5 separate regions of the Mus musculus genome follow, and all the other regions are linked to region 1. A link is a contact called in public HiChIP or PLAC-seq, Micro-C, capture Hi-C and promoter capture Hi-C data. All regions are on one chromosome and are shown on one strand. The core of a region is the stretch at or near the end of the contact, and the rest is flanking DNA. Distances in the headings are between cores, read along the strand shown.

Region 1 (4,088 bases), core at 759-3,258:
TCTTCTTAACCCTCCCTCGACCCAGCATGCCAAGCAAAAAACAACTGAATCACTAAGATGTCAAAGGTTTAAAAAAATTGTGTAATCCAGGGAGCAAGTAATTGACTAAGGTGAGAGCGCTTGGCACAAAACCAGGATTTGTGGATTCCTGGAACCCACACGGTGGAAGGAAAGAACCAACTCCTCCTGCAAGTTGTCCTCTGACCTCCGCATGTGCACCGTGGCGTGTGTGTGCACCACTCGCACTTGAATTAAATACAAATGTAAATTTAAAACTTTTTGCCCGGGCACGGTGGCACACCCCTTTAATCTCAGTACTCAGGGGGTGAAGAGTGGTAGATCTGATTCTGAGACCAACTCAGAGTACATAGCAAGTTCGAGTCCAGCCAGGACTACATAGTGAGTCCTTGCCTAAACAAACAAACAAAAGAACAGAATTTATTTATTTATTGGGTTTTTATTTTTTGAGACAGGTTTTGTCTGTATAGCCCTAGTCGTCCTGAAACTCATTCTGTAGACCAGGCTATTCTCGAACTCAGAAATCTGCCTGCCTCTGCCTCCCAAGTGCTGGGATTAAAGGTGTGAGCCACCACTGCCTGGTTAGAACAGCATTTGTAACCTCAGCAATGAGGAATAGAAACAGGTAGATCCCAGGGGCTTCATAACCAGGAAGCCTAGACAAACTAAGAGAGAACTTCCGGGTCCTAGTAGGGTATCTAAGTAAATGAATACATAAAATAAATCCAAGGCAGTTCCAGGTGTGGTGGCATACACCTTTAATCCTGGCACTCAAGTTAGGTGGGTCTCTGAGTTCAAAGCCAGCTTGGCTTAGATAGTGAGCTGGATCAGGGAGAGAGACATCATGAGACCTTGTCTCAAAAAAGCTAAAGAAAAGCTCAAAGTGAATTGCCCCTCCCTAAGTATAACACCAGAGGTCTTCTATACACATACACAAACACAGAAATGCCGGGATTATAAATGTACACCATTGCTCCAGGCTAGCAAGATTCAGTTACAAGAAATGTTTAGCACATACATAGTATCCAGCAAACGTTACTATCAGCAAGCAATTAATTATTCCTCCAATGTACTTCCATTTAGTTGATTCCAGTCAAGCCTTCCTAACAACTTGGTTCTTCTTTACAGCTTTTCTGGTGCTGGGGCCTTGGTATGCACCCCACCAACGGAGCCTCAAAACCACTTCCTTTTTCTGATCTGTTCCCCAAGCAATGGGAATGTTCCTTTCTCTTCAGAGCAGATCTGGTCCCCAGTACTCTCTCTCACCAAGATAAAGCAAACTTGACATACTGGCCTGTGCCACTGATCTGTGACCCTGGTGTGTCCGTGACCACAGGAGTGCCAAGTGTAGGTCTGGAGATGGGACAGGAAGAGAGGTGCGCTTTCCCTAGGACTGAGAGGACTTGGTGGGTAGTGAAGAGGGGAAGACCAGTGCAGCCCCTTCAAATCTGTCCCCATGAGTGGCTCTAAGCAGACTTGAGCCTAGAGAAGATCTCTTATTATATTGAGAAGGGGCACGTGACTCCTGACTCAGGGTAGCCTGAGATCAGATGCCTGTGAGCCCTACTGGGTCTGGGATTCCACGCAGGCCGCGTGGCTGGAAAGGATCTCCTGATCTCTGAGGGTCTTCAGGCTCTGGAGCTCAGTGGAAACTCTTTGGACAGCAGCTCCGGAGTATGCCACCCATGGAGTGATCAGCGCCGCGGGCCAAGGAGGTGGAACAGTGTGTACTGAAAGTACCGTGCTGTGGAGTGTGATACAGGCGAACCCCCTGACGCACAGACAGATCTGCAAAAAGGGATGTGAGGCCACGTGATGGAGCACAGAGGAAGGAGCTCATGTGCTGGATTCCACAGGTCCCGTTGCCCGGAGGGGCGGGGCCTGCGTGAGGCACCGCCTTCAGCCCGCCCCTCGCCGCGCGGGACTCGCGGGTTAGCAGCCGGCCTGTTGAGGTCAGAGGAGGCGGGGAGCGCGTCCAAGCCTAGCGACTGCGCGTGCTTAAAGCGCTCGGAGCAGAATCCGAGCGAGCGGCCTGAGCAACCCCAGCCTGTGACACCACCTGGACCACGCGCCACTACAGCTTTCCCGGCATGGAGGGCGAATGCCGGGTGCTCTCCATCCAGAGCCATGTTGTCCGTGGCTACGTGGGTAACAGAGCGGCCATGTTCCCTCTGCAGGTATGCGCTCCACTGCTTATGTAACCGGGCCGGGCTGCTCACTTGCGGGTCTACGGGTTCGCTGCGTGGCCTTTTCCGACTAATGACCTTGGCCCCCTGTGGCCATCCTTTTGGGTCCCTATTGAGCGCTGGGCGCGCTGAGGGCAGATCCTGGCGCAGGCAGGCCGGGGGCGTGGACTACCCTGGGGAGCTTACAGCGGGGTGGTGCAGGTGGCACGAAGCCCCCTGCCCGGCTGTGGCGCACACGGTAGCGCCTGAGGGTCCCTGTTGCTTCCGTCTGCCTGACCAACAGTGGGCAGGGGCTTCCCGAAGCGTTAAAATGCTGAGCTGGGAGAATCCTTTCCTTTGGGAGCGCGGAGAGCCTCTTGGTAGACACATTGGCTAGTGATTGCTCGCTCTCTGCAGACATCCACGTTCTGCTTCTACCCATTCTATGAACTTGGACCAAGGAGGAAGCTGGGCCCACGCTTGGGTCTGAACACTCTTAGGGTGGTCTGTCACCCGCAGAGATGGGGCTGGAACTCTGCACCTCCCGCGTGCTTGCTTTTATTCCTAAAAGACAGCATAGTTTGCTGAGTTTGGCTTTGGAAGCAACCTGTTAGAAGGGCTGTAGCCTTTTCTTCCCAGATCCTATCTCCTGTGAGATGTGTGATGAATGAGGCTATCTCTGATCATTTCTGGCAGGTGGTGCTTCCTGCTTGTGACTGGTTGCCCTTGGAGGGAACCAGGTTGTCATGGGCATTAGAATAGGGGTCATAGGCAATATCAGCTGACTGGAGCTTCCTTGCCTGGCCGGTCCAGCAGGAAGATTGGGCTGGCCTGGGCAACCAGGTGGTGGCCTCTTGCAATGTATCTTTTTTGGCTGGTCACTGAGCAGGGTGGCAGGTCCCCGTTCCCCTTCCGCTCATGTCTAGCCATTAAACTGATTCCTGGGAGATGTTAGGGTGTAGCCTCTGGCTACCATGGACCTGAAAGAAGGACTTGGAAGGAAAACAGGTGGCTGGAACTGCATTTAAGGACAATAGAGGACTGTCCTGAATCAGGCTTGCTTGCCAGACAAATAGAGCAATTGATTGTTATTATACAGCATAGGAGATCAAAGTCTGTAGGCAAGGGCAGTTGCTGAGTGTTTGAGCGCCTGTTGGTTGATAAACAGTGCTTCACCCACACGGTCTAGTGTAGGCATTCTTGTTCTATCCAGAATGCACTGGTCTGGTGCTTCATGCTCTTTACCTTTGCTCTCTAGCTTAAGGGGCCAGGATTGGGGTAACAAGGTCATTGAAGTAAGACTGTACTAAGGAGCCGGGTGTGGTGGCACATGCCTTTAATCCCAGCACTTGGGAGTCAAAGACAGGCGGATTTCTGAGTTCAAGGCCAACCTGGTCTACAGAGTGAGTTCCAGGACAGCCAGGGCTACACAGAGAAACCCTTTCTCAAAAAAAGACTGTACTAAGGAGCAAAGGGGCAGAGTCCTGAAGGAGGGACAGCCAGGGAGGGCGGGGCCAGGCTGAGCTTCATGCAGTTCCCTCACCTTGGGCAGAGGTGTGCCGGCTTCTGAGACCCCGTGTCCTGCGTTGCTTGCCTCTTCCACTTGCTGGTACTCTTCCTTCACCCAGCACACTGTCCCTGGGTCCCCTGGTCCTCTGTCCTCTAGACTGCACCAAGGGCTCAGTGTCCTTATTCAGGTTGAAGATATGGGGTTCCAACTGCTCAAGGGAGGGGATCCCTTCCCCTTCTCTCATTCCTCCTCCCTTTTTATTGAATTTCTCATCATGCTCCCCAATCCCACTCATCTCTCCCCCTGTACCCACCCTTTCAACCTCCCTCCCCCCAACAGTGGAAAAAAAGAAGGGCAAACAATCTCGTTGTGGAAGCTGTAGTGAGTCCCACAGT
Region 2 (4,088 bases), core at 653-3,152, 1.2 Mb before region 1:
AGAAGGTAGGGTGGTGATGTTGAGCCCAGTGGAGACTGCCTCAGCAGTACTTGATGAGGTCAGGATGTAGGGCTCAGCAGAGGTCGTGTTGGGGGGCTTAGGTGAGGTCTGGCTCTGTAGTACTGCAAACAGAATGAATGTTCTTCCTGTAGCCTCAGTTTTCCTCATCTGCAACCCAGTATTGGTTCAGAATTCTTCCATCACCCTTCCCACATCACTTAAGAGGCACAAGGCATCATACTAGTTAGGATCAGCAGCTGATGACACAGACACAGAACAGGAAGTAGGTACTAGCTCTTATGCAAGTCTACCAGATCACTGTTTATTTTATTTATTTACTTTGGTTTTTCAAGACAGGGTTTCTTTGTATAGCCCTGACTGTCCTGGAATTCGCTCGGTAGACCAGGCTGGCCTCAAACTCAAGAAATCCACCTGGCTCTGTTTTCTGAGTGCTGGGATTAAAGGTGTGCACCGCCAACCACCCACCTAGGCAAAGCCAAGAATTTGTGAACAGAAAACGACGGAAATATCATGTTGGAGCTAGCATAGAGTAGGTCCTTATCTTTTGAGTTAATCTTTTCTGGCTGCCTTGTGACACAGGCATTGAACAGTTTTGTTGGGGATCTACAGGTGGGGACAACCAATCATGGGCCAAGCCCCAGAGCTGCTGGGCCTAGAGGCAGGCAGGACCCAGTGGTCTTACCTGGAATCTCCTTTCTATGGGTCAGCACCAGTTTGGGCAGCTGCATGGTGACCTGGCAGTGAAGGGCAGGAGGGGCAGGGGTCCCCAGGGAGGGTAACCGCCAGCGTTGTGTCATTCGGAACAGTGGTGTGCCCTCAGCCTCTTGTATCTCCTCTTCTTGCTCTGGTTCCAGGGCTTGGGCACCCTCCAGTCTCTGCTCTCCCAGTAGCAGGGCAAAGGAGAGACTGTTCGGGTCTGCAGGCCAGATGTTGTGGGCCGTGCAGGACACCACCTGGTCCTGTCCAGGTACAAGGAACTCCGGGGACACCACCAGCTGGTCTGGGAAGGCTGTGGATCGATAGCAGGCCCAGGGCTGAGCTTAGAGGTCAGGCCTGGGCCAGGCAGAGGGGAGTTTGGCGTGAGAGTGCAGCTATGGCCTCAGGTGGTTGGGACAGGAAGGGTGAGTATGTCAGCCTTGAAGGTCTACAGTGTGGGGGTGGCAGTGGAGTGTGGGGACTTGGTGGGTGGTGGCACTGGTATGGCGCAAGGTCCTGATTCCCCCGGGGCAGGTGGCACCTAGAAAGGCAGAGTGGGCCTCACCATACACAAGGATCTTCACGGAGTGCTGGAAGCTTCGACTCCCGCAGGAGCCCACACACACAGGAGTGCCTGTGTCTGACAGCATGCCCCGTACAGAGAGGATACTGCTGCCTGGGAGGGTCTGTACACTGCCCAAGCTGGTGTCCAGACCACGCCAGTGCACCCGGGCTACACCCTCGTCACAGGACATGCTGCAGGTGATCTGGAGGGATGTGCCCATGGCCACAGCTACCTCAGACTCAGGGGGGTTCACCTGGAAGGACTGTCCTGAGGAGTAAGAGCATTAAAGCTGTGATGGGACAACTGGGTCCCAGGTTCCAGCCCTGACCCTGGGTTGAGACCCCAGGGCTCTCGTCCTCTGGCCCAGGTTCCTGGGCCTTGATGAGAGACCAACCGGAGCCGCACATCCCTAGTCTCTCAAAGCCGTGGATTTTCACAGCACTCCCAAACTCTCCTCCCTTGTACCCATTCATCTCTCGAAGCCTGCTTCCCTACCCACAGCCCTGCTTACCTCTGCTGAGCTGGTAGGGTACTAGGGCCAGGGCCAGCAGGAGGGCCAGGATGGATTCCATGCCTGCCTCTGTCTTGTGACCGCCAGGGGAAGCGGCTTAAATAAGAGTGGGCCGGCAGCTTCCTACTGTCTGAGACCCTGCCTCTCCTCCCCCTTCTGCCGGCTCTGTGGGACTTTCCCAGGGGGCTTTCCCAGCCCGACCCCCACTTTGTAGGAGGCAGAGAATCAGAGGCTAGAGGTGAGGCAGGGACCCGGGAACACAGTCATTACAGATGGGGAGGGAAGGTCTGGGAAGGTTCCAGGCCCCGGTTCTATGTACGGGAAGGCTGAAGCTAAAAGCTGGAGGTGGGTCACCATGGTGGGTCAAGTGCATGGAAATCTGCCAGTCCTAGGTTGCCCCGCCCACCTCGCTGACTAGAGCTGTGCCTTCACTTCCACAGGTGGCCGCATGAGGGCGGCAGAGGGGCCTGGCCTGGTTCTGGATGGTGCGGGAGTTGTTCTGGGGCCTGAGTTCCATGTGATGTGTGTCTGGGATAAGTCACCAGTTGTCCCCTAAGTCTTTGTCCTTCCACTTGCAGGCCTGACAGAGCCTGGGGTCTGGGGCTGGCTCACTTTGACCTGAAACATTGGAGACTTAGGTTTGGTGCATCCTTGTGGGACCATGGACCTTGCCAGGAAACTTGGTAAGACTGAGCAGGGTCAGAGTCCCGGGCACCCAGGCACCCAGCTGAGATGGTAGGTGGCTCCCTGATCCCTACCAGATTCCTGTCCTGGAACACGTGTCACACTTCCCACATAGGAACCGTGACCTGTGGTCACAGTAGCCCAGAACAGTTCTGTATGCTAATGAAGTATTTAGAGGCCCTGAGGGATTAGCCAATAAACTTCCCTTCCTTCCGGGACATTCCTCCCTGGACATTTAGTCTCTAGTGCATCCTGAGGAGGTGGAATGCACTCATTTTCCACGATGTACAATCAATAAACAGTTTGGAACCAAGGACTGTCTCTTTCATCAAGAATGCAGTAGGGAGCACAGAGAAAGGCTTCGACTACAGAGCCACAGCCCGAGTCTCCTGCAGAAGCCCCTCTGCACTCCAAGAAAACTGCTGCTAAGCCAAGCACAATCCTCTATGAGCTTTCCGGGCTCACCGTCACCCTCAGCCAGAGGACCCCCAATTCTATTCCTAACTCCCCGAGACACAGTGCTGACTGGATGTACAGGAGTTTGGGAGCCCCCGTGGGGCCCACGGGCTCCTCATGCAGGCCCCGGGGACCCACGGCCCTCCATTTCTGACTCCTCTGTGTGGTTGGTTTTCCAGAGGTGACTGGATGCCCAGGAGTCAGGGCATCCTAGCTTTGGCCTCCCAAATCTTAGGCTAAAATTTCCCACCTCTGAGCTGTGTATTGGTGCAACGCTCAAGCCCAGCACCTGACAGCAGCGGCGCAGGAAGTTGCCTGCCCAAGTGGCTGTCCCCACACTCCAGACATGGACCTATGGATCCTGGGCCTCAGGCTGGAGTTCTGAGGGTATCATACATTCTTAGGCGTTCTACCTCACTTTCCTCCGAGGTCGGCACACCACCTCTCCCGCGCTTCCCTCCTGACCCAGTCCCTACTGAGGAACACCAGCTGCATACTCCCAGGCTTCAGGGGCTAGCCGAGAAAGCAGGCTAGTTTCCTGTGTTCTTGCCTCAGGCAGTCACACCTTTGTACCAAGGCTCTGCAGTCTCCAGTCTCCAAGACCCTCTCACCTCCCTTTCCAACCTCCTCTGCTTTCCTAAGGCACCGGTGGAAGCTTGAAGTCTGTCTCCACTCAAGCACGTTGAGTGCTCTTGCCTAGGGGTTGACAGCTTGACATAAGCAGGGTCATTTGGGAAGAGGGAACTTCAGTTGATAAAAAACGTTCCCATCAGGGGCTGGTGAGATGGCTCAGCAGGTAAGAGGTCCTGAGTTCAAATCCCAGCAACCACATAGTAGCTCACAACCACCCGTGTGTGTCTAAAAACAGCCACAGTATACTTACATGTAATAATAAATAAATCTTTAAAAAAAACAAAACAAAACAAAATGTTCCCACCAGATTGGTCTGGAGGCAGGCCTGTGGGGGTATTTTTTTTTTTTAAATGATTGATGTGGGAGGGCCCAGCCCTATGTGGGCTGGTGGTCCTAGATGCTATAGAAAAGCAGGCAGAGCAAGCCAGTAAGCAGCACTCCTCCATGGCCTCTGCATCAGTTCCTGGCTCCCCCATTCCTGCCTTAGCTTCCCTTTATGAAGGGCCGTGATCAGGATGCATA
Region 3 (4,088 bases), core at 667-3,166, 1.2 Mb before region 1:
GAGGTGCCTCCCTCCCCGTCTTCAGTCCGAGGTCCTTTGAGGCCACCTGATCTTTCTGTCCCTGGGGCCTGTGACCCAAGTCTCCATAGAGGGTGAGGTTGAGCCTCCTTCCCAGGTCAGACCAGGCCAGGGAGAAGTGTCCCTTTCCCTGGCTGGACATGGAGCCGTGTGTCCTAGAATTCAGTGTCCAGGCCGCTTGGGTTTCTGCAGATGAGGCCGGAGAACTCTCCTGGAGGTGGCCCTGCAGTCTCTGCCCTTCTCACCCCACCCTTTAGAGTTGCTTGCCAATAAATCATTCCTCCGTCAACAGCGGTTAGCATTGTGCACATTGGTTTATTTAGCACTTCTAACCACGCCGCAAAGAAAGCACTAAACAACTTTGCAAACCTCATTCGGTTCAGATGGGGCAAATGGGGGCCCCTGGCAGCAGGAGACCAGAGACAGAGCCTGGGTTTGGATCATGGGACCAGTTAGGTTCTTGGGAAGGGGTACTGTGAAGCTGGGCTTTGAGGGATGTGTAGGAGTTTATTAGAGTATTATTTACGTCATTTGTTGCCGCAGATTAAAGAGTAGAGCCAGCCCTATAACCTCCCCATTCAGTGATGTTTGTGCACCCAGACCGGGAACGCCTTGGTCCACACTTAATCAGCTAGATTCTACAGCCATTTTTCAGACTTCAGCCCAGTGGCGCTCCTCTTCCAGCAGACAACACCAAAGGCGACCTGGCTGGGCTCCTGAGAGTGCCTGTGTGGAAGTGGCTGAGAGCCAGGCGCGCGCGCCTCCGCCCCCTCCACAGGCAGTGATCTAGTTTCTCTCGCATCGATCTGGCCGGCCTTGCCCCTCCTCCGCACCCTGCCCCGCCCAGCACTCTTCTCTTTGTTTCCCGGCAGTACTGTCCTGGAAAGGGCGGGGGACAGAGGCAGGGTGATGATGACAACCCCTTCCCTCACAGAAGGAATCCCCTTGGGGTCTGAATCGGTGTCTCCGAGGTCTCTTGAGCCTGGGCTGGGGCTGTTGGCAGGCCTGAGAGTTCTGACCCTCGGGTTCCAATATGAACCCAAAGAACCGATGGATGTCCTTTGCTTACAGCCTAGGAAACAGGCCAGGAGCCAGCAGAAGCGACCCATGGTCACCTTTAGACTTCTCCAGACGCAGCGCCACCCGCGGTGTCCTGGGCACTTGCTTCACTTCCAGGCCTCAGTTTCCCTTTAAGCCTTGGCCTTGCTCCAGGGTTCAGTTTTCCCACTAACCAGTAAAGAAGGTTCAGTTGGAGGGGGTACCCTCTGAGTCTGAGGTTCTCTTGTCCTGGACCCCAGCCTGTGCACTGGCCCAGGCCCTATTTGGACCCTATTTAGAAGTAAAGTTGGGCAGGATATGACTGAACGTGTCAAGGACCCGGATAGTCTCATCCTGCCTCTACCACCCAGACCTCAAGTTCCCTTTTGTGCCTTATCCTTACCCTAGCCCTCGGTTTCCTCACTGAGCAAACCCGGTGGAACAGTGGCTTAAGGGATACTTAGGGGCCGGAGGATAGCTCTACAAAGCCAGGCCTCAGTTTCTCAACTTAGAAGTAAAGAAGGGCAGGATGTTGCTGGAACAGTGGTGAAGGGTGGCCTCGGGGTTAGGGGATCACTCCCTGCACCTGCGACTTCAGGCCTTAGTTTCTCTATTTAGAAGAAAAGAAGGGAGGATAGGATGCTGCTGGAGTGAAGGCAGAGACTTGGAAGTTGAAGAATGGCGCCCCGCCCCGTGTATGCGACCCCTGTCCTCAGTTTCCCCATCGGTCTGAGCCTGACTGGACATTCCCTCGGGGAGCCCCGGCAGGCTGCGCTAGGTCGGAGGCGGCGCTGCCAGAACAGGGTCGGGGTCCCAGGAGTGTAGCCCCCCGCGGCTGCGCGCTGCGCGGAGCGGTGACATCACTCGGCGGGGAGGAGCGCACGGCTCTGGACCAGGCTCAGCCGGGGCTCCTCGGCGGCCGCGGCCATGACGCAGGGTCCGGGTGGCCGCGCGGCCCCCGAGCCCGAGGCGCCCACCACCTTCTGCGCACTGCTGCCGCGGATGCCGCAGTGGAAGTTCGCAGCGCCGGGTAGCTTCCTGGGCCGCGGTCCCGCGGCGACGCGCGTGGCGGGGGTGGCAGAGGCGCAGCCGGAGCCCGGGGTCCCCGCGCTGGCCGCTGTGTTGGGCGCTTGCGAACCGCGCTGCGCCGCGCCCTGTCCGCTGCCCGCGCTCGGCCGCTGCCGGGGCTCGGGGACGCGGGGCGCGCGGGTGACTCCGGATGTCGCTGACGAGTGGGTGCGCAAGGGCGGCTTCATTCACAAGCCGGCGCACGGCTGGTTGCATCCCGATGCCAGGGTCCTGGGGCCCGGGGTCTCTTACATCGTTCGGGTGAGTGCGCTCAGCCTCTTTCCCGGCGCGCCGTGGTCGGGGACCGCTCCCACCCCCAGTTTGGTCTCTTGGACCCCAAGAGCCAAGTGAGCGCTCCCCACAACCCAGGAACCCAGTCTCCAGTACGCGCGCTTCTCGACCGCCCCCACTCGCAGGCGCTGGGGTCCGGGTTCTCACGGCGTCACGTGGGGAGGGGCGGGGAGAGGGCGCAGGTAGGGAGGGGACACACGCATGCGCAAGCTAGCCGCACCCCCCCTCCGCTATTGGGTGGGAGAGTCCTTAAGATAAGGACTAGGTATCCGAGGGTTCCCTGACCCCGGAGAAAGCAACTTTGCAGGCTTATAGTGGGGACTCAAGCTCAGGGCTCAGGGTTCCAAATTCCACATCAGAGCCGATGAAGTGAAGGGGCCTGGCTTTGTTTATCCCCTTTATTTTGGCAGAGGTGGAAAGGGGTAGGGATTTGGCCAGAGGATAGCGACTTCCAGCTGCAGGCCATCATTCTGGCTTATCAACCCCAAATATTGGGATGCTAAGATGAGTGTCACCACTTCCAGACCTTTGTTCTTTGTTTTGTTTTTGAAACGGGGTCTCATGTAGCTCAGGCTGACCTGGAAGTCACTATGTAGCTGAGGATAACCTTGCATTCCTGATCCTCCTGCTTCCACTTTGCAAGAGCCAGGGTGACAGTCATGCACCACCACACCCATTCCCTATGATGCTGGGGATGGAGCTCAGCCCTTTTCATGTTAGTTGAGCTCTGTATCTGCTTAGCCCCAGCCCCTACCCAGGTTTCTATTGTGACCTTTGCAAGGGTGGGGGGATGGTGTACCACGTGCCCTCAAGTCATTGGGGACATTTTATCTTCTCCGATCCAAGCATCTGCCCGTATGTGCAGTGTGTGAAGGTGAGCTGAGAGAAAGCTGGTGTGTGGTGCTCACCTCAGGCACTCCAGTCTGGCTTCCTGCCCACCACTGTTGATGAGGTGCCACGTGATCTCAGAATGCTGTTTGTTGGATGTCCTGCACCAGGATGCTGAGAGGGTGATCTCTCTTTGTGTCTTTGTTTTCCCCACCAGCGTCCACCATGTTACTTCTCCCTTCCCCGGGCTCCTCTGAGTCTCCGATATTCTATGTCTCGGGGAATCTTCCAAATAGGACCTTATTTGGAAGTGAATTTAGTGGAGCACACCTGTAGTCCCAGCATCATTTAGGAGGCTGGAGCAGGAGGATCGCCAATAGTTTAGGCCAGTCTGGGCTACATAGCCAGACCCATCTCAAAAGATAAAGGAAGAAAGGCATGGTGCACTTGCAAAGGCAAGGATGGAGGATCTATATGGGTTTAAGGCCAACCTGGTCTACATAGCAAGTTTCAGAATCATCTATAAACACACACACACACACACACACACACACACACACACACACACAAAGACAAAAAAAACAAATAAAAAAGGAAATACGTCTAGTGACAATTTTGGAATTTTGGTTTCTTTAAAAAATACAGAAATCTTATGAAACAATATGCTTTTGTTTTCATGCTAGCTGTTGGGATGTGGGGCTGCAGTGAACTGTCTGCAGCAGCTGACTATGATTTGCCTCATGCTCTAGCAGAGATGTGTTTTTGTCAGTTGTAGATAGTTTCTGTGATTGTGCAATGTTTGGGATTCTGGAAACTTTTTAGAGGGTATATACATGCTAGGCCCC
Region 4 (4,088 bases), core at 535-3,034, 1.1 Mb before region 1:
TTAAAAAATTTATTTATTTTATATGAGTACACCATCACTGTCTTAAAGACACACCAGAAGAGGGCATCGGATCTTATTACAGATGGTTGTGAGCCACCATGTGGTTGCTGTGTTCCAGAACTCAGGACCTCTGGAAAAGCCGTCAGTGCTCTTAACCACGGAGTCATCTCTCCAGCCCAAGATTATACTCTTACAGACCCATAAGCTAGTTATCAATTTTGGGAAACTCAACAGTGATCCAAGTCTTTACATCTGGACTCAGTTCCAGCAATCAAGTCTGAGAGGCCTCTGTGGCACTTCCCTTGTTTTGTGGGTCATTAACTATCAAGTACTGAGTGTTGTTGATGGAACTTGGAGGCTTCTACAGTTCTCTCTCCTCTGACACTTCTGAAGAACACAGTCTCACCATTGAGCGGGACCTTCCCTTTTAGGCTGGGTCTGGAGCCCACACTTCTGTCAACAGTTTCTGAACTCTGGCCTGGATGAGAGATGTTGTCTAGGCATCACCTGAGGAAATGCTGAGTGTCCACCTCCCCTAATGATGCTCATATTTCCCAGCTGGCTGAAAGGTCACCTCAGTTCCCCATTGCAACTATCAGGTCCATGGGAAAGAAAGCCCTAACCTTGAAGAATCTTTCTGCTCATCCATTCATCCAATTGCTTAACCTTTGGTAATTGGTTAATTTGTGTGTGTTTGCTATTGTTGTTTGTCTTGACACATATAGGGTCTTACTACGTAGCCAAGGTTGTCCCAGAACTTGCTACATAGACCTCCAACTCACAGAGACCTGTTTGCCTCTGACTTCTGAGTGCTGGGATTAAAGGCTTGTGGCACCATACCCAGTAGCTTGGTTTCTTGAGGCAGGGTCTCGCTCCAAAGCCCATGCTAGCCTCAAACTGATAGTAACTCTCATGCCTCAGCCTCCTGGGCACTGGAGTTACAAGTATGGGCGACCATGCCTGGCTTTCTCTAGTGATCCTTGTCACAGTTCTCTTTTTGGGTTAGGACTGACTGACTCAGGTTCATGGAATGATGAACCCACCAAACGAGCAGGGGGCAGACTTTCTGTCTTGGGCAAATCCTCAGGGGTGGGAGACAGCTTTTGTGCTTGAACCTTAGTGGTGCCTTCACCTCCCAGCTTGGTCCTGGCCCCAGAGGGAAGGAAGAGTCATTTGGTGACTTGTGTAGACCAGAGGCCTTCACCTCTGCAAGCCTAGGTCTGCCCACCGGTCTGCCTCTCCCATTCTGTCTGCACCCTCCTGACAGCGAAAGTCAGGTTTGTGCACCTGTTCTGGAGGCTCTCATGCCCTGCTCTCTGTACCAGTGTCCTTCACCTCAGGACCACCCCCTCACCCCTAGACCATCCCTCACCTGTCAGTTGTTTCATCTCATTCTCCCTCATTTCAAGACATCCTCCCCTTCATCTCTGGACTATCCCCTCTCACCTCTAGTCCATTCCCCATCACTTCTGGACCTTCCCCTCACCTCCAGACCATACCCATTTCACTTCGGGACCCAAACCCCTCACTGCTAGATTGTCCCCTCACCTGTGGAACCTCTTCACTTGTAGACTGTTCTTCACCTGTGGCTTGTTCCCTGTTTGCGCCATCTCCCTCACCTGTGGACACACAGGAATCAGCTGATTGGCTGATGTACGGGCGTGGGGTACACCGGACCCAGGCTATAGATCTCCGCTCCTCGCCAGCACACCTACTACGCGCCTCCTGCGGCCCCGCCCCACTCCGCCTCCCAGCTCCTCCGCCAATAAGCGCGCGGCACCGCATCCGGGGACCCGCGCGGCCGCCGCCTCCCGCGCGCACGCTCGGCCATGGCGGAGGTGAGTGAGCGGCTGGGTAGCGGCCCCTCCCACACACTGCCCTGGGTCGACCTGGTCCGGCCCGTGCTCTCCCAGTCCGAGCGCCTCGAGCCTCCCCACTATTACCGGGCGGAGCATGAGCCCCGTGGGCGCCCGACGACCCCCCTTCCCCATCTCGGCTATGGTGCGCATGCGCGGGCGGGCGGGGGGGAGGGGCGCGAGGCGCGGGCGGCCGGGTGCGGGGCCGAGACCCGGGGCCGCGCGGCGGGAGGGCGCCGCGGACCGGGTGGGTGTGCGGCGCTGGCGTCTGGGACGGCGGCGCGGGGACCGCATTCCGGCGCGTTGGGGATGAGCAGGGCGCGGAGTCGGCGGCTCTCTGCGAGCGGAAAGTTTCGCGCGTGGAGTTCGTCTGGCTGTGGGAGCGAGAGCGCGGGCCTCCCCGCGGGTGCGGGGCTGCGGCGCACAGCCCAGAGCTGACCTGCACCTCGGGGTGCGGCCGCTGAACTCCGGGACCAGCCCCCAGCGACGCGCTGCGAATCCGCCACTCCGGTACTGGAACTCTGCACAGTGCGCGAGTGGGGCAGCTTGGGGCAGCAACAGGCCCGCGCGTGGGCCACAGGGTCGGGATCTGGGGGCCCCGTTGGACAACTCTGGCTGGTTGACTCAGAGGGTTCTTAGGGGTTTAGTTCCTTCTTTAGGGGGCCTTTGGGGAAGCAGACCTTCTGAAGACAAGATAGATCAACCGATACCCCTTTTGGGGCATGGCGGCCAAGTGGGTGCTCTTGGGCTGCTCTGCCCTGTGTGGCATGGGTGGTGGAGACTCCCCAGCCTGTGCTTACGTGCTCTCCTGGAGTCTAGGATTTGGAAGGGTTCTGCCTCAGTTTCCTCATCTTAAGTGGGAACCTGGTGGTGCCTTTCTATAACTGAGAGGGTGTTTTGCTGCATCCATGTTTTGAACTCATGAAAGTGGCAGTGGTTACATAGAAGTCCTCAGTGTCAGCTACTTGGTTAGTGTGTGTCTCAGCCATCTCTTTGAGCTGGTGGCTTGTCCCGTTCTTAGTCTAAGCCACACCTCTTCGCTGTGCCTATCCTTTGCAGTCCTCATGAGACCATCCAGCCCCTGGGTTTCTTTCTTGTAGTCGGAATTCCTACAGAGTTGCCTGTCAGTTGTCCCACTTCATCTGGTCTCTAGGACGCCACCTCTGACCCCAGCTGCCCAGCTCCCACCCGTTTTCTTCATTCCTGTCCCTTGGTTTAGCTCCCTTGTTTGTCCCATGTCCTAGCTCCATGTGGGTGGAGACAGGCTGAACCCGTCTCTCGGGATGTCCTAGCTGCCACGGTGGAGGGGCGAGGCTGGGACACCAGGGGCACGGGGCCCTTGCCTAGGTGTGGATGTGGGTCATTTCTCTTGAGAATGCTCTCTGACAACTCAGTATTCACTTGTTCTGACCTCTCATAATTCTTGGGGTCCTTTGTGGGTTGCAGTTTGTAGGAGTTAATGTTGAAACCTCTGCCCCTTTGGGGTGTGGGCTACAACCCTATTCGTGAGGTCTCTGTGTGGCTTGGGCTTCCTCACAGCTTGGAGTCTGTGCTCCAAAAGATGCTAGGTGGAATCGAGGGATGCGGCTTCCTGAGCGAGTACCTTTCCTTCTGTAGTCTCAGTCTGGCTAGATCTGGGTGCCGGAGTCTCCCTGGGAGACCTGCCTGGGGGGTGCTACCAGTGCTGTGTCCAGGCTCCTAGCTAAGAAGGCAGGGTGGCGGTATCCATGCTAACTTACTTTGTATCCTCTATTCTCAGACACCTTGCTGGGGGACCTTCTTGCCTCTTGCTTGGGGACCAGCCTTTAAGTGTTTGTCCTGTTGTCACCTGGATCATCTTAGGCTGGACTCCCTGCTTCCTCCTGACATAGAGATCTCAGGGACTTTGCTGGTCTTTGAGTTTTCCCAACATGGGGAAATAGGGCCTTGGAAACCCCCCTTTAAAGCGGCATTAAAGTGATGTGCCTGGTTGTCCAGTGACCCTGATGGTATCTATGCCTTAGTCAGTCTTGGGGACCTTGAGGGTCACCTGGAGATGAACTTGGCCCAGTTGGCAAGGAGCAGGCTGCATGGTCCCCAGGTTGGCTGTGTCTCCCACTGTCGGCTCTCAGCTCCTTTCTGCTTTCACCCTTGCTTGGCTCCACCCTACTGAGGATGCCTGACCCCTGACCTGAATGAAGCAGGAGGCTATTCCCATTCTGTCGAGATAGTGAGACTTTGGGACTATTGCTA
Region 5 (4,088 bases), core at 480-2,979, 1.1 Mb before region 1:
CCATCCAGTCTTTTTTCCAGCTGCACCCATCCTCCTGCCCACCCTCCTCGTGCCCAACCTCCTCCTGCCTCCTTTCCTCAGGAGCTTCCTTGCCCCATCTCCCTCTTTTTGCTCAGTGCCCCAGTTTCCTTTATCACCTCCTCTTTCCTGGCTCTCCTTTCAGCACATAGTAGGTACTCAGTGCTGCCCTGACCTGCTAAGACTTTCCTATGGTTAGGTCCCAGTAAACAGCGGTTAAAGGGGGTATTACAGATGCCACTGGTCATATGAACTGTCAGGAGCTAGGGGGACATGTCACACATATGGTAGGGTGACTTTGGCACCTCTGAGTCCATGTGCTATAGACATATGGGTGGATGTGAGGTTGAATGCTGGCGTTGGGGACCTCTGCTTCAGTTAGTGTCCTCTCACCAGAGCCCAGCCTGCCCTTGTCTTTAAAGGGTCAGACCTGCCACATAGGTGTCAGGTAGGCATGGGGGAGGGACATGAATGAAGACCTGAAGCCAGGTTTCTGCACAGTCCTTGTCCAGTCCTGTGTGTAGCACAGGTTACAGTGTATTGAAAGCTCTGCCTGCCCATTTTATAGGCCACTTTCTAGGATGCAGGGACCCTCCCTTACCCCGAACAGGTCACTGCATGCTGCTCCCCCCCAGCACCAAAGCACAGGCACTTGGGTTCTCTGAGGACCTCTCAGGTCAACTCTGCCTAGGTGACATCCTGCAGGAGAGAAGGTCAGGGGAGACCTTTTGGACCTTCAGCAAGGGGTTGTCTCTTTCCTGACCTTCCCTGCCCTCAAGTCTCAAACATCCTGGACTCAAGTCAACCTTGTGGTGGAGGAAGGTCTGACTGGCTCTGAGTGTGGCCTCCGTGGAGGCATCAAGGAGCTGGAGTCTCTGGAGTGGAGGCTTCACGCTGTGGCCTCTTACAAAGGATTCAGTGTGGGTTTTGGAGATCCTGGCCTTTCTTTCCAGAGTCTACATGCCCTTGGCTCCCAAGTGTCCCTGGCCCAGGGTCTCAGGACACCCCCTGAACAGGGTAGGCTGGGTCCCACCCATCATAGGTCAATTTCAGAATCTCTGTGGCATTCTCTAGAGTGGATACAGCCTGTGTTAAGGCATGATCCTGACCTTCCCACCATGAAGGGTCTTGAAACCTTCCAACCTGACAGCAACTACAAGATGCTACTTTAGAGGGAAGGTGGGCTTCTGCCTGAGTTTGGTCATCCCATGCTAAGGTACTTATGGGTTTAGAAGTGTCACTGTGTCCAGCACAGGTGCCCTCCTCTGGAAAGGTTGAGATCAACTTAGGAGTGCTGCCCAGGCGGTTGTCGGCTTGCCCTCTCTGCAACTCTGCATTATCACTGCAGAACCCCGCCCAAGTGTTGGGGACACCTGGGTGACCTCCAGCCTACAGTCTTGAGTTCTGGTGGCCCCTCCCAGCTGGAAGACTCCTTTCTGCATGGAGACCCCAGTCAACACTTCTGAGTCTTGTTCTCAGCCCTGAGATTCTCGGATCCCAGCTTGGAGATCCCTCCCAAATAGGGGACTTCAGTTTGTCCTGAGACACGCTCCCACACCCGCCCATCCCAGCCCCTGCCCCTGCGCGCCCGGGTCAAGGTGGCAAACACACCCCTCAGGGCCTCCGCCCTCTCCTGCCCTCCCGCCTCCGCACTTTCTCTTCATGCCACGCCCTCCCTCAGCCCCGCCTCCGCCTCGCCCGGGCCCTTTCGTCAAGCCCTGCCCTTTCCCTGGGTCCGGCAGTCTCCACCGCCATGTGATCCTGGGGCTGCCGGGACAGCTGGGGCAAGCGGGGGTCGCGGGCGTCCCTGGGCCGGGGCGACATGGAGCGGAGGTGGGTCTTCGTGCTGCTGGACGTGCTGTGCGTGTTGGTCGGTAAGAGCCTCAGCCCCGGGTGCGGGGACTTTTTCCCAGGTGCACACTCCCTCGGTCCCTCTGGCCAGTGTGCGTTAGAGATGCGGACGATGGTGACCAATGCTTTACACTTCCCTGTGAGCACCCCGCCAGCCCTCCTGGGCTCCTGGCGGGATCGGGGCTGCCTGTCTACCTGTAGCTGTTCCTGGGTGGAGGGTCCTGGCAGCAGGAAGTCGCTCGAGTGCCGCGGAGCGATGTGACTCACACGGGCGGGGCAGAACCAAGACCCTGCAGGCCAGTGACCCATGGCCAAGGTCCAGCACTGTGCCCTCGGGAGGCGGGGACAGCTAGGCTCGCACAGACAAACCTGCCATTCCGGTTCAGGCCGCTGGGAGGAGCGTCCCGAACCCCCCAGGCTCGAACAAAGGCCAAGTGTTCGTTGGGGCCCAGGGGACAGTGGCTGGATTCTAACCCAAGGCGGTGACGGTGACGGGGTGCCTCTATCTTCCTTCATTCTGCATCTCCCTCCCCTTCCACCTTCCATATCCCGGAAGGATACTCATTTTAGCTGGGCCCGTTGGCAGCCAGAAAGCCCGTGGGACACCCCTCAGCCATTGGCACCCTTTTTAAGTGTATGGGTTTGTAGAACCATTTCTGTTGCTTTAACTGTATGCCAGGGACTACAGGACTTGGAAATAGTCTACATTTTTCCTTGGAAAGTCCTGAGTCCCCAGGGGCGGAGCTACCTGGGAAGTCACAGCAGCAGGAGGAGGCCTATGCCTCTGAGTGGCTGAATGAACACTGGAGTCAGTGCACACTTTGGGTGGTGATAGGGAAGCCTTGCAGCCAGAGTGAAGGAGGCCCTTTCCTGTTGGTGGGAACAAAGTACCCTACAAATACCCACTGCAGGTGGAGGAAGAAGAGGGGACACAGCTGGGAGCCAGTGTCCTGGCCCACACCTGCCATGCAACCCAGCCATGTTCAGGGCTTTAGGTTCGTCCAGACCTTGCACAGCTGTGGTCTGCCTGGCTTGTCTGCTGAGGATTCACTAACTTCAGTTGTCTTCAGTGTTGCTCTCTACCACCAGATCCTTGGAGTTTACCTCCTCCTATGCAGAAGATGTGTGTTTCCCCTGATCTCTCACATCCTCCTCTGACCTCAGCTCCTCTATTTCCTCTGAACCCCCTCTTTCCTCTCTCATCTTTTCTGATACTCTCTTCTCTTTGATCTTCTCTCTAACCATCTCCATGTTCTTCCCTGCTCTTCCCTGCTCTTCCTCTCTCCCCTTTCCCCCCATCTTTTCCACTCCTTGCTCTCCCCCTCTCCCCTCTTCTCCCCTTCTTCCCTCTTCTTCCCCTCACCCCTCTCTCCTCCTCTCCCCCTCTCCCCTCCTCTCCCCCTCTTCCATCCTCTCTCCCTCTTCTCTGCTCTCCCCTCTCCTCTGCTCTCCCCTCTCCTCTGCTCTCCCCCTCTCCCCCTCTTCCCCTTCTCTTCCCTCCACTTCTCCTCTCCCACTCTCCCCTATGCCATCTTTCTCCTCTGACCTCTTCTCCTTCAAGACTTCTCTCACTGTTATGAAGGTGTCCCCTCCCAGGGGACACTGCTCCTGTTTCCTTACTTCTTGGCCGTACCTCTCAGCTTCATGATGTTAGCACTTTCCTGGATCATGTCTTCTCTGGACTCTGAGATGGCTCAGCCCACATCAGGGACTGTATTCTGGCCAGTCCTTTTCCCCTTTGAATGTTGAGTCTCCCCTTGGGGTTCACCTGGCATTCAGGACCTGAGGGCCACGCACTCCACACCCAGCTTCCCTGCTGCTGACGGGCAAAGGGCACTTTTAGGGGTGTCTGTGTTCCTGTGCCTGCAGAACAAGGTGCTGCTCACTGTTCTGTCCTTGTGACTGGCTCCCACCTCCCAGCAACCCTTGGTTGGAGGCTTCAGATTGCAGCTCTGTTCACAGCTTCACTGCCAGGCCATTCATTTCCAAGAGTGGCTGTGACTCTGGCTTTGGTCCGAGCTTTCTGCTTCCAGAGCTGGGTCCATCTTGTCCAGTGTGTAGCTAACATTGACTCAGAACATGAATGAAGGTAAATAAAGCAGAGACACAAGGGGTGGCCCTCTGGCTGTGAGCTACACAGCCTTACAGCCTTACAGTCTTACATTGTGTTACTGGATGGTCTTACTGCCCAGGCAGTGAGCAGTTGCCAGTGTCCCACC

Evidence for each region. Hi-C and Micro-C count contacts between places; a contact is called where the count stands out from the background. HiChIP or PLAC-seq counts read pairs in DNA pulled down with a chosen protein or histone mark. Capture Hi-C pulls out chosen DNA fragments and counts their contacts.
Region 2: a contact with region 1 is called in a promoter capture Hi-C map of adipose tissue, with 2.8 times the contacts expected there. The contact joins the promoter of Madcam1 here to the promoter of Pdxk in region 1. A contact is called at or near these places in 8 of 39 promoter capture datasets (the 3T3-L1 cell line, the C10 cell line, cranial neural crest and 3 more), 2 of 484 Hi-C or Micro-C datasets (the G1E-ER4 cell line and bone marrow-derived macrophages), 5 of 115 datasets of contacts at active chromatin or transcription factors (astrocytes, bone marrow-derived macrophages, embryonic stem cells and 1 more) and 2 of 9 other capture datasets (adipose tissue and embryonic stem cells).
Region 3: a contact with region 1 is called in a Micro-C map of embryonic stem cells, with 2.3 times the contacts expected there. The contact joins the promoter of Shc2 here to the promoter of Pdxk in region 1. A contact is called at or near these places in 6 of 39 promoter capture datasets (cranial neural crest, embryonic stem cells, hippocampal neurons and 2 more), 1 of 484 Hi-C or Micro-C datasets (embryonic stem cells), 8 of 115 datasets of contacts at active chromatin or transcription factors (SST interneurons, bone marrow-derived macrophages, embryonic stem cells and 2 more) and 1 of 9 other capture datasets (embryonic stem cells).
Region 4: an H3K4me3 HiChIP or PLAC-seq map of embryonic stem cells shows a contact between it and region 1, with 7 times the contacts expected there. The contact joins the promoter of Mier2 here to the promoter of Pdxk in region 1. A contact is called at or near these places in 2 of 39 promoter capture datasets (embryonic stem cells and hippocampal neurons), 1 of 484 Hi-C or Micro-C datasets (embryonic stem cells), 6 of 115 datasets of contacts at active chromatin or transcription factors (embryonic forebrain, embryonic stem cells, large pre-B cells and 2 more) and 1 of 9 other capture datasets (embryonic stem cells).
Region 5: a capture Hi-C map of embryonic stem cells shows a contact between it and region 1, with 6 times the contacts expected there. The contact joins the promoter of Plpp2 here to the promoter of Pdxk in region 1. A contact is called at or near these places in 1 of 39 promoter capture datasets (embryonic stem cells), 1 of 484 Hi-C or Micro-C datasets (embryonic stem cells), 5 of 115 datasets of contacts at active chromatin or transcription factors (SST interneurons, bone marrow-derived macrophages, large pre-B cells and 2 more) and 1 of 9 other capture datasets (embryonic stem cells).

What each region holds. Positions count from the first base shown.
Region 1 is chr10:78,462,868-78,466,955 of GRCm38.p6, reverse strand. Pdxk (pyridoxal (pyridoxine, vitamin B6) kinase) reads left to right here and starts at 2,008. Exons shown (of 11, transcript NM_172134.2): 1 at 2,008-2,195. The coding sequence starts at 2,109.
Region 2 is chr10:79,662,373-79,666,460 of GRCm38.p6, reverse strand. Madcam1 (mucosal vascular addressin cell adhesion molecule 1) reads right to left here and starts at 1,902. Exons shown (of 5, transcript NM_013591.3): 1 at 1,794-1,902; 2 at 1,283-1,549; 3 at 704-1,030; 4 at 1-122. The coding sequence starts at 1,854.
Region 3 is chr10:79,635,746-79,639,833 of GRCm38.p6, reverse strand. Shc2 (SHC (Src homology 2 domain containing) transforming protein 2) reads left to right here and starts at 1,916. Exons shown (of 13, transcript NM_001024539.1): 1 at 1,916-2,385. The coding sequence starts at 1,984. Odf3l2 (outer dense fiber of sperm tails 3-like 2) reads left to right here. Exons shown (of 4, transcript NM_001033473.2): 4 at 1-308.
Region 4 is chr10:79,552,824-79,556,911 of GRCm38.p6, reverse strand. Mier2 (MIER family member 2) reads left to right here and starts at 1,784. Exons shown (of 14, transcript NM_001316699.1): 1 at 1,784-1,838. The coding sequence starts at 1,830.
Region 5 is chr10:79,531,428-79,535,515 of GRCm38.p6, reverse strand. It overlaps Plpp2 (phospholipid phosphatase 2), which reads left to right and starts at 1,729. Exons shown (of 6, transcript NM_015817.3): 1 at 1,729-1,892. The coding sequence starts at 1,841.